Linked DNA regions of Sus scrofa: region 2 is linked to region 1. The links are chromatin contacts, called in public Hi-C maps. All regions are on one chromosome and are shown on one strand. Each heading gives the region's core, a stretch centred on a gene start, on an enhancer-like site or on the middle of the called end of the contact. The rest is flanking DNA. Distances are from core to core; before and after follow the strand shown.

What was found. Hi-C and Micro-C count contacts between places; a contact is called where the count stands out from the background.
Region 2: a Hi-C map of liver shows a contact between it and region 1, with 10 times the contacts expected there. The contact joins the promoter of MRPL32 here to the promoter of CYCS in region 1. A contact is called at or near these places in 2 of 47 Hi-C or Micro-C datasets (alveolar macrophages and liver).

Annotation. Positions count from the first base shown.
Region 1 is chr18:47,165,648-47,171,194 of Sscrofa11.1, reverse strand. It overlaps CYCS (cytochrome c, somatic), which reads right to left and starts at 1,274. Exons shown (of 3, transcript NM_001129970.1): 1 at 1,210-1,274; 2 at 138-314; 3 at 1-20. The coding sequence starts at 306. It also overlaps the pseudogene LOC102165713.
Region 2 is chr18:51,906,085-51,912,126 of Sscrofa11.1, reverse strand. It overlaps MRPL32 (39S ribosomal protein L32, mitochondrial), which reads left to right and starts at 2,836. Exons shown (of 3, transcript XM_021079164.1): 1 at 2,836-3,004; 2 at 4,661-4,842. The coding sequence starts at 2,875. It overlaps PSMA2 (proteasome subunit alpha type-2), which reads right to left and starts at 2,728. Exons shown (of 8, transcript XM_003360207.5): 1 at 2,598-2,728. The coding sequence starts at 2,638.

The DNA of each region.
Region 1 (5,547 bases), core at 25-2,524:
CTCCTCTCCCCAGGTGATGCCTAAACAAGGACGGATGCAGTATTAAGTATGTCGCACTCCCAAAAAACTGTTCATTTACCATAGGTTACATCCCTGCAATTTGTGCTCGGGTTTGTTCACGAGGGTCCCCCTCTTACCTTTGTTCTTGTTGGCATCTGTGTAAGAGAATCCAGGAGCCTGACCTGTCTTCCGCCCAAAGAGACCATGGAGGTTTGGACCAGTCTTGTGCTTGCCTCCCTTTTCTACAGTGTGGCACTGGGCACACTTCTGAACAAAAATCTTCTTGCCCTTCTCAACATCACCCATTTTAAAATCTAGAAATGAAAGACTCAGCTTATTAATTTTTCTGCAAGTAAAAATACAGTGGAAACAAATGATCAACTCCAGTCACTTATTCATTGCAAACTTATTACACTAAGTACCAGGCTGAACCATGCTTTACTCGCTACACTTGCAATAGACTCTTTAACAGAAAAAACTTTTTATAGCAAAAACGCTATTTGGAAGAACTTCGAAAAAGTTACAGCCCAAGCAAGCAAAGTGGGATGCTAGTTCAAAACTATTCCAAAAGATGAGGTCAAGGTCACAAAAAGTCACAAAGCTAATTAAGCTGAACTGTGATTACATTAAACCCAAACCACCAAAAATTCCAACTTTCGCCTTGCTGTGGGTTGGGAGGGCAGCAGCAAGCTTCGAGGTCCCCCGTCCCTGGGGTCTCAGGGGCGACCACGAGATCATTCACCCAGGCCGGGTTGAAGGAGACTGGGATGAAACCTACGTCTCCCAGGTGCCTGAACAGGTGAAGAGGAAACGCAACAGGTGGCCAGAAGAAGAAGATTTACTGGAAAAGCAGTTGGCTCTCTTGGAAAGCAGACGTGAGGCGCCGCGCGCAGCACCCTCACCCCCGCCCTCCCTCGGGAGGAAGTCTTGTCAGTCACTGCCACAGCCCCGACGTCCCGAGGGCCAGCATCTCGCAACGGTTCACAACCAAGTCATCTTTAAACGTTCAGGACCTTGACCAGACCACGCCATTACCTAGCTGGGTCCTGGCCCTGCTCAAAGCGGAGACCACCCGCTCGTGGCCGGGCGCAGTCCGGGGCCGCCACTCCCGGCCCGCCCGGCCTCAGTTCGCCCGCGCGCAGCCCTCGCAAGCGCGCGCCCTCAAGGCTTGGCTTCCCGCCCGCTGTGGCCTCCGCACCCAGGGCTCACCGTTCTTTCGCCGAGCTCAACAGACAAGCCACCACTCGCAGGCCGGACGTCCCGCTTTCTGGGTCCAAGGACACGCCGGTCCGCGCCTATGTACCGGCGTTGGTGCAACCGAACTAGCTCCGCCCTCTGGCGGCTCCACGTGCGGCCCGGCGGACTGATACGCAGTGACGTCACCGCGCCTCATTGGCCCCGGTCTCTAGGGCCGGCTTCGGAGATCTGCGCGCGCACGCCGGCTAGCAGGGTAGGGTGTACCGCGTGCGTGCCCTTCCTGTCGGGGCCTCTCTTGCCGGGTATTTACGACAGGCCGTTAGAGGTGCGACACCGAGGTTGTGCCGGGAAGGGCGGGCATCGCTCTCTGACCTCTTGTGTGCTTGCGTGTGATGACGGGGAGGGTGGGGCGGAATGGAGTAGTGGATTGAGGGCGGAATGCGGCCGGGGTAACCGGGTTGTTCTGGTTGACGTAATGCTCTTTGAGCGGCACGTTTTGCCTGCCTGGAGGGAGACAGTCCAACTTGGACACACCTAGAGCTCCCCTGGCTGTCATTCCCTTAGCTGGCCACCTTTACCCAGACTTGATCGTATTTCCGCGGCTGGCGCCAGGGGCACCCCAGAGGGATAGCCTGCAACCAGAGTTGTGAGAGTTGGACATGAGCTCCTGACCTTGTTCTTGTTTCTCCTCCACTTTGTGACTTAAAGTCATCTTACAGATCTCCCTTTCCTTTACGGACGCCCGAAGACTGGGACAGGTGCTGCAGTTGCGGTGTTAGAGCTGCCTGGGTTGTAGCTCTGGTCCCTTACCTTCCGGCTTCTTTCTGCCAGCCCTTCCCTCCTGTCATTTGTGTGTAGAAAGAGCAAGGAGTGTGTGCAAGCAGCATCCAGGAAGAAATATTTTTACATAGTTAGAGAATTTCGGGGAATCTAGAGAGAATTTACATCCCATCTAACCTAAATGAAGATCATGTTCAAGTAAGCCAATGAGCTTGGGGTCATATTAGAAATGTAGGGTTTTTTGTTTTTGTTTGTTTTTTGTCTTTTTAGGGCCGCACCCCAGACATGTGGAGGTTCCCAGGCTAGGGGTCGAATCAGAGATGAAGCTGCTGGCCTGCGCCACAGCCATGCCAGATCCTACCCGAGTCTGTGATCTACACCACAGCTCACGGCAATGCAGGATCCTTAATCCATTGAGGCAGGCCGGGGATGGAACCTGCATGCTCTTGGATACTAGTCAGGCTCTTTACTGCTGAACCTCCATGGGAACTCCTAGAAGTGTAGGTTTGATCACCATAACTTCCAGTAATTATACTTCTAGCTCTCCTTCCTGAGATACACAGTTTTGTCACTGAGAAGTTTCTCAACTTCCTTGTCCCTCAGTTTAGCCCCAGAATTCTAATTGATTTTTCCTTCTTTTCCCTGTTCTGTCAAGCGCTGCTGAATTCATTCATTCAAGGGTTTATTGAATGCATATCATGTGCTGGACACTTTCTAGGAACTTGGAATAAATCAGTGAAAAATGTTTCTCTGGTGGAGCTTACATTCTAGCATCCTTCCTCCTACCTCTGAATTCAGCAATAGCTGCTAAGAGGTTAATTCATTAATTAATTAATTTCATTTTCCAAAGATTAAATGATTAAAAAGCGCACCACACTGTATAGAAATCAACATTCTCTCCCATAATTCTGTGCATCTGGGACTATAGAAATGTCACTGTCCCTGCCCCACATCTTCAAATTAACATTCTCAGGTCACAATAAGTCTTCCCAAAGGGGACCTTCCAGAAAAACAAGCTATTTCCTTTGCTCATATTTCCCTCTTTTTGTAGCATGCACCAACAATCTATCCAAGAAGTATATATTGGGGAATAGGAGGGGGTCCACCAGCAAGCCCACAGTTGCTGACAGCCATAAGGTGAGAGACAAGCACAAAAGGATACATCAACATACTGGCAAAAAATCCTGTGACAGCTTGGGAATAGCTAATTTCATTCATGGTGGAAACCCCACTGTCCAGTGCATAGGTACTGATGAGGTAGGCCAGTGAGTTAAAGAGCCACAAGGAAATGATGTCACCTAGGAGGCGAGGAATAAGACCTGCAAAATATCCTAGGATGCCCTCTTCCCGATAGATAGTTACCATGGAGTCACAAAGTCCACAGTACTTGGACTCTCTGCCAATGAATTGTACCATAGATCTCAAAGTGATCACGTGGAGGGGATGTGTGATGAGAGTAGCAGCAGAACGAGCCATCATCTCTCGAGCTGTCTCCTTGATAACTCAGTCAAAGGAGGATGAAACTTCTTTCTGTACATTTCCAGATCCTGTCTCCTCAACCTTGTCGCACTCCTGGTAATGCTGTAAAACTTTACCATGGACCACAGTTCCAAGGACCCATGAACATAGTCTTGGAGTTAAGCCTGTGAACAATCCACGCTTCTTCCCATCGATGCTGGCAATGTGCTGAGCATAACAAAAGAGGCCAGGAAGCTGACATACTTGCCGCCAAAAATATTTCGTCCTATTGTTGGAGGAAGAGACTCATATCCCACCTGGATGAGCGGCTGGGACAGGATGGTGAGACCGGAGCCCAGGAGCACCTGACTGGCCGCATCCGCCATGATGGCACCCACAGACGGACCGCTAAGAGGTTAATTTAGATTATCCCAGATCCCTCCCAAACCACAGAGTCTATGATATCTGCTCCAGAACATCTCTCTCTCCAAAGGAGGAGGTTATTTGTTGTTGTTGTTGTTATTTTTCTGTGTCTGGATTTCCCATCTCCCTCTCATCACTCACACTACTGCCACAGACGTGTGCTGTAAAACAGAGCAGAAGTCACAGTACGTATCCAAGACCTTTTGCGGCTTTTGAAGGGCATCAGGATAGCATTTAAGGGTACTACTGCAGTAGGCACATCTGGCTAGCTAGCCAAGTTTTTGAAAGACCAAGCTTGGCAACACCTTGCAAATGCAGCCTGTACTTTTGGGGGCAAGTCCTGATGTTGCCACCGAAACTCACTGAAGGAATACTTGGTCTTCCGCGTTTGTGGTAACAGAAGTTACTAGTCTTTGTTCATTTGAATGATGGGGAGTATCAGCATTGTGCTGACACTACAGATGATGTAGAAGTAGCTGTAAATCAGCTGGCCTAGTGAATTGACATTTTAGATTTATTCCCATGGGGGGGAGAATAGAAAACTAGAAGCTCTTAGTACTTTTCACTAAGGAAATTGTGGATACAGAATCTTGTTATTGAAAGTAATGGGAAGATGAGAAGAAAGAACAAGAGCAAAAAAGAAAACCTGCCACATCATTTAGTAAAGCTGATACCATAAATTTTGTGCTTAACATCTGTGTATTCAGGTTCCAAAGAGACTCATAATGCTTACAGTATATTCAAGATACCTGAGAAAATTACTTGAGGAGAACAATAATCTGCATGTTGCTCTGTTTCCTGTTCATGTATCTTTTCGCTACCTCCATCTTTTCCTAGAGCAGTGGCTGGTAAGGGGTATAACTGTTATTAAAAAAATACCTTATGAGTTCCTGTCATTGTGCAGCAGAAACAAACCTGACTAGTATCCATGAGGACACGGGTTCCATCCCTGGTCTTGCTCAGTGGGCACTGCCATCCCCGCCATTGGCCTGAGCTGTGGTGTAGGTCGCAGACTCGGATGGGATGTTGCTGTGGCTGTGGTGTAGGATGGTGGCTGCAACTGCAGTTTGACCTCTAGCCTGGGAACCTCCATATGCCATGGGTATGGCCCTACAAAGACAAAAAACAAAACAAAACAACAGAATTGCTATACGATCCCGCAAGCCCACTCCTAGGCATATATCGTGACAAATATAATTCGAAAAGATGCATGCATCCTTATGTTCACAGCAGCACTGTTTACAACAGCCAAGACATAAGTGTCCATCAACAGATGAATGGATAAAGAAAACGTGGTACATATGTACAACGGACTACTACTCAGCCATAAGAATAAAATAGTGCCATTTGCAGCAAAACGGATGGACCTAGAGATTATCATACTAAGTGAATTAAGTCAGAAAAAGAACGACAGATACCATATGATATCATTTGTATGTGGAATCTAAAATATGACACAGATGAACTTATCTACAAAACAGAAATAAACTTACAGACATAGAGAAAGCACTTATGGTTGCTGAGGGAGTGCGGAGAGGAATGGATTGGGAGTGGGGCTAGCAGATGCAAACTATAATATATAGAATGGATACCAACGAGGTCCTATCATACAGCACAGAGAATTATATTCAATAACCATTCTTGGAGTTCCCGTCGTGGCGCAGTGGTTAACGAATCCAACTAGGAACC
Region 2 (6,042 bases), core at 1,587-4,086, 4.7 Mb before region 1:
TAGAAATAAAAAAACTCTTGGACAAGCTAATCCCACTGTCTGCAGTGCACTTCATCATTATCTGGTGGACTCTTTCTGGCCATCCTTAGAAACGCCCGTCCTCAGGGAAGCTGCCCTAACCACTCAGATCAGGCTGAATCCCATGCACTCAGACCTGTAATGTCTCATGCTTCCTCTCTGGCTAAGATTCATCATCCTTCAATTATTTTTGCACTACTTATAAAGCATAAGCTCGGTTCAGTCAGTTCTTCAGCACATAACCTAGGACCCGGAGTCCACAATCATTTGACTAACAGACAGACACTCATCTAGACCTCTTTAGGGAATAAGCCTAGGGCCAGCAGTTTAAAAACTATTAAAGGACAAAATTAGGTGACCTGAGCAGAATAACACTGATAAACATTTAAATCTTTAAAATTAAACTGTTCTTGTTTCCCCTTTAATGGTCATTATTTTAATAATCATATCATGACCTTCTGGGCCCATCCAGCTTTCAGTTATTCTTCAATACCGAATTTAAATACTTCTGGGGACATTTTAAAAGATTAGGTAAATTTAAAGTTACCTTTTCTTCTGTTGCCGTAATCACACATACACACTCACTGAGCTACTCAACCAACTTTGTATTCAATCAGGCCAGTATTCGGCTCCAAAGCACAGGGATAACTGAAGAAGCCTTCTAACTAGTTTTCCTCTTTTCTACTCTTACTTCCATACCCCTAGCCAGTTATCTTTGTACTGTGTCACCCCCTCTCTCTCCACTTAAATCCTGTAATAATTTCTTGGTTCACTTACAATAAAAACTCCTACAGGGCCCTGGAAGATGGCCCCTGCCCCATGCTGCCTCCCTGCTCACTCTTAACTCACTGGCCTTATATGAATTTAAGAGTTCAAGCTCAGCACTTTCATACATGCTTTTTCCCTCTGTCTACAATTCACTCTACCCCTAAATCTTCAAATAGTTGGCTCCCTTTCATCTTCCAGTGCCCAAAATCAGCCCCAACACTGGCCTTCCCAGACTATCCAATCTAAAGTTATGTTTCTTCTTTCTGCTTCTCTTGATAAAAATTCCTAAGTCGGGAAAAAACATTCTTCAGAGTGCATTAGTAGGTACCAATTTGTTTACTCGCTTATTATCAATATCCCCAACTCAATGTAATCTTCAAAAACACCCCTGCAGCCTATAGTTCAGTCTCTGGTCACTTCCATCATTAATAGTCTAATACGGTATTACAACCGGCTAGAAACAAATGTTTTAACTAAAACAGAACTGCACCGTCATGTTAAAGAACAAGAGTGTATTTTAATAAAGAAACTTATCATAGAAAGATTCAGCCCCTGATAACGAACGGCTGTTTTATGTTTCAGCTCCCCTAGGATCACTCTTCGTTACAGATAAAAGTCCAGGTTTGTTCTGCTCATGAATATGAACAGTGACTACTTGGCAAATACTGTTTTCTATCTCTGTATATGATAAGATCTTTTATTAAAAAGAAGGTGTTTCAGTATTTTAAGAAGACATCATACAATAATGTAAAGTATTAATTTTGTCGTCAGAAAAAAACTCGGCTGGAACGTTAACTCAGCTATTCATCTATGACCACTGGACGAGTTATTTAATTGGTCTGAGCGGTGGTAATTAGCTCATCTGTAAAGCGCTGCGATAACATTTACCACACATGGAGGCAGAAAGAGATGCAGTAAGCTGCACCCACATAAAGTACTCAACAAGTTAGACCTCGCCTGCTTTCAGCAGTCAAAATAAGAATATATGTTAAACGAGGCATCACTGATCTATAGGAAAATGATCAAACTGAACCATTCCCCCGCTCGATTATTAAATCTTTCAATGATGATTTTCTTACACTGGAAATGATGACAATTCATTTCAAATTTATTTTGAAAAATATACTTATATATTTACTCTAAAAAAGGCCTACAACCTTTCTACAAACAAACAAAAAATCCCCCTCCCAATACAACAGCCAAAAAGCGCAAATGCAGCCGAGGAGTTTGGAGTCCTCAAACCAGGGGGCAGAAAGATTACCGCTTTCATTTTCAGTCCTTAAACTTCCGGTGGGAGCACCAAGGAAACCGAAAGCGGGAAGAGCTTTCGAAAGACATTAATGCCAAATGCAGTCTAAGACTCGGACCAAACTGGAAAGTTGGCCTTTCCGAGAAAAGGAACCCCATAGATTTGACCAAGATTCCGCGCTCCGGAAGCTCCCGAAATCAGGCCTACTTGGGTAAAAAAAACCAAAACTGTGAGTTCTGAACGGGACACTCAGAGACAGCGAACCCAAAGCTGCCTTTTCTAGTGCCCAAAGCCAAAGAAAACACCTCGGTGAGGGCCTCCACCTCCCGCAGCGCCAAGGTCGCCCGGGATCCCCGGACTCGCGTCCCCACAGCCCCCCGACACCAATGCTCCCCAGGCCGCGGGAGGGCCCCGCAAATGACTTTGCAAAGTCGCATTTCCACCCCCAAGCCCTCCTGGGCCTTCTGAAAGCACCAGGCCAGAGACCAGGATGGGAAAAACCGGGTCGGCTGAGCTCCTGCAACCTCAGCTACATGGAGGACCTCGGAGACCCCTTCCCTACCTGAATGTAGTCAGCGAAAAGCTGTAACCACGCTCCGCCATCTTTACCCGAAGATCCAAGGCACAGCCGCACACATGCGCACTGAAGCCCGTTTCTTCTCATTTCCCCTCCCCGCGCCTTCCTTTCTCTCTCTCTGATTGGAGAAGAATCAGAGCCGCTCCAGAGGCATGCTGGGCATTGTAGTTCTAAACGAGACGTTGGCCGACTCTGATCTGTGCGCATGCTCGAGGTAGGGGTGGGCCCCCGGCCCGATGGGCGTGGTTTTTGGGCGAGCAACATGGCGTCCGCCATGCTGGTGCTGGTGGTTCCGCCGTGGCCCGCAGCCCGGGGACTTCTCCGGAATTGGTGGGAACAACTGCAACGGAAGCTTCAGCACAACCGGCTAGGCCTTCCCCTTCATCCTTGGGGTAGGTAAAGAAAACCTCCGTGGAGAGCGGTTTGGGCCCGGGGACCCCAGGCATGGTTGTGGACCCCGCTCCTGCTCTGCCCTCCTCCCGCGGTCTGATCTCCCGCAGAGCGTAGAGGACATTGTCCTGGACCTTCATTTACTTAGAAGCAAGAGACAGCAATTTTTGCTCCCCAGTCCCCTGCAAAAAAGGAAAAAGGCCCTGCACTTGTCCCATTCGTGCCTAGGGGCTGAAGGGCATTAGCTTGGCACCACGCCGAGCTGCTGTTTCGATCCTCTTGTCTTTCCTTTCGTTCCACTTCCTAAAGCAATTTGCCTTCCGGTGTTTGAGCTCTGTGCAGTTGAATCCTGATCCTCTGTTTCCCATGGCAACTAAGTTTTGCTTTTTAGGGCCTCAGCCCCAGGCGTACGGAAGTTCCCAGGCTAGGGGTCAAATCGGAGCTACCGCTTCGGGCCTGCGCCACAGCCACAGCAATGCTGGATCCCAGCCGCATCTGGGACCTACACCACAGCTCACTGCAGTGCTGGATTTTGACCCACTGAGCGAGGCCAGGGATTGAACCCACATCCTCATGGATATTAGTCGGATTCATGTCTGCAGCCCCAAGACGGGAACTCCCAACAGAAACTACTTTTAAATGGAAGCATCTTGGATGTCATTGATTCCACATTTACATTCTCCTCGATTTTGAAGGTATCCAGAACATGGAAGTGATAATACCCAGGTAGTATGTCAAAATTTATATGTGCTTCCTGGGATAAATCTCCACAACTGTCCCATTAGGTGTCTGCACTTTTCTACAGATGTAGGCTCAGAAGGGAACCAAAGTGACACAGGCCGTCCAGAGCCTGTGCTCTTAACCACTTGTCTGGGCTTAGCAATACTTTTAGATAAACTGAAAAGGAATACCAGTTGTTAAGTGTTAGACATCTTTGTATACTTTTAAAAGTTTCTAAGATCAAGAAGTATTTTAGGTCTGAAGAATTTAGCCAGGAGAGGGTGAAGGAATCTCTTTGGTTTTATAAACAATTTAGAAAAACAAGAGTGAAACGTTGGGGATCACCTAAATAATTAATATCTTACAAAGAATGAGGAGCTAGTTCTTTTCCTTGGAGAATTGACATGGATCAAGATTAAATATCATGAAGAGCTAAGTGACTTAAAGTGTCTGCCAGGACAGAGGCGCTAACGCAGTTTGAATCTAATAAAGGACCAGTCAACATTTATCTCAGGGCCAGTGGAAAGCATAGATGTCCTTGCAAAGTAACTAGGTACTGCCCACCAAGTAGAATGTGGACAACTGAGTAAATTTTTTTTTCGGTCTTGTGTTGGGTGCCTCTCAGACTTTTTTCATGTTTACTACTCACCCCCTGAGTTCTGTATTACAAGACGAGAAACTTTTGGTAAAATTTCACTGATTGATTTAAGCAGGTGCTGCTAAGAAAAATTCTGTGTTCTTTAAAATGACTTCATGTATGAGCTTTAGTATATTGTAATGGCTGCTAAGGTTTCCTGTTAAATGTCTGTTGACTGTAATATTTTATCTATGTATGTGCCTGTTGATATATCACTGTTGATTGTTAAGGAGAGTGATATCTGTAAATAGTCATTTAGAAACTAGAAACTGATTCTGTATCTCCATGTTTTATTTTGTAGGACCAGCATTGGCAGTCCAAGGTCCAGCTATATGTACAGAACCAGCAAATGATACCAACGGAAGCAAGGCGATTTCCAGCCTTTTGGATAGTGTCTTTTGGATGGCAGCTCCCAAAAACAGACGTAGCATTGAAGTTAACCGGTGTAGAAGAAGAAACCCTCAGAAGCTTATTAAAGTTAAGGTAACACGATGATTTTTGTTGATGTGCTGTTTCTCCTCTACACTGCATTTTCTCTCAGTTTATCCAGATAGCCTATGAGTAAATTATTTTTGGATCTTATATGTCTCCTGTTCTCTGACCTAAATTAAATACAATATTCTTATTATGTGTGCCCACTGTCCTGTAGCCTAAATACTAGCAACACAGTCAAAGAGAAAGTTTGGAGTCTGGATAGGAATGGGTTGTAAAGAGTCTACTTGACGTTTGTCTTGTGAGTTATGCCAGTCCTGAGCTGTGTGCCTTTGAACCACGTATGAATAAACCTTTTTTTTTTTGTCCTTGGCTTTTTGAGGGCCGTACCCACGGCATATGGAGGTTCCCAGGATAGGGGTCTAATGGGAGCTGTAGCCGCCAGCCTACACCATAGCCACAGCGACACCGGATCCGAGCTGCATCTGCGACCTACACCACAGCTCACAGCAACGCCAGATCCTTAACCCACTGAGCAAGGCCAGGGATCGAACCTGAAACCTCATGGTTCCTAGTTGGATTGGTTTCTGCTGTGCCACAACAGGAACTCCTGAATAAACATTTTTAACTATGCAGAGTCTAAAGTTAAAATCCCAAGATCTATGGGATATTGGGTTTTACTAGCCCTAACAGATTTATTCTATTCTTCACTGTATCCAGTAAATTACCATGAAGGAAAATCCTCAGGTAAGTAATAAACATAGCTAATATCTATTAGCGCCTAAGATGTATCTGAGCACTTTTTGTGAACTATCTTATCATAGCCTCACACCAACCCTCCAGAGTAAATACTGTTTTGCTCAGTTCTAAGATAAAGAAACTCAGGCAAAGGGAATTTGCCTTTGGTCACAAACTTACGTGGGGGAGCCAGAAGCTGATCCCCGGCAGTCTCCCTTTTGGGCTCACATCCCCTCTTGAAACTGTGTGCGTGTGTTCCTGTCCTCGGGCAGTTCTTGATCTCAGTGCTCCTTCTCCTCCTCATCTCCAGTGGGTACACTTTCTTCATTGATCTAGTAACAGAAATCATAATGTTTGCTACCTTTCATCTGCTAATTTATGGCTTTTACAGCCGCAATTTGAGTTCCTGTTTACTCCAGGGCATTCTCCCCAGCAGCAGGGCGGTGCAGATGGAACTCAGGAGCAGAGCATTGACTTTCACAAGCCTACTCAGTCAGTATAGCAGGCGCAGCG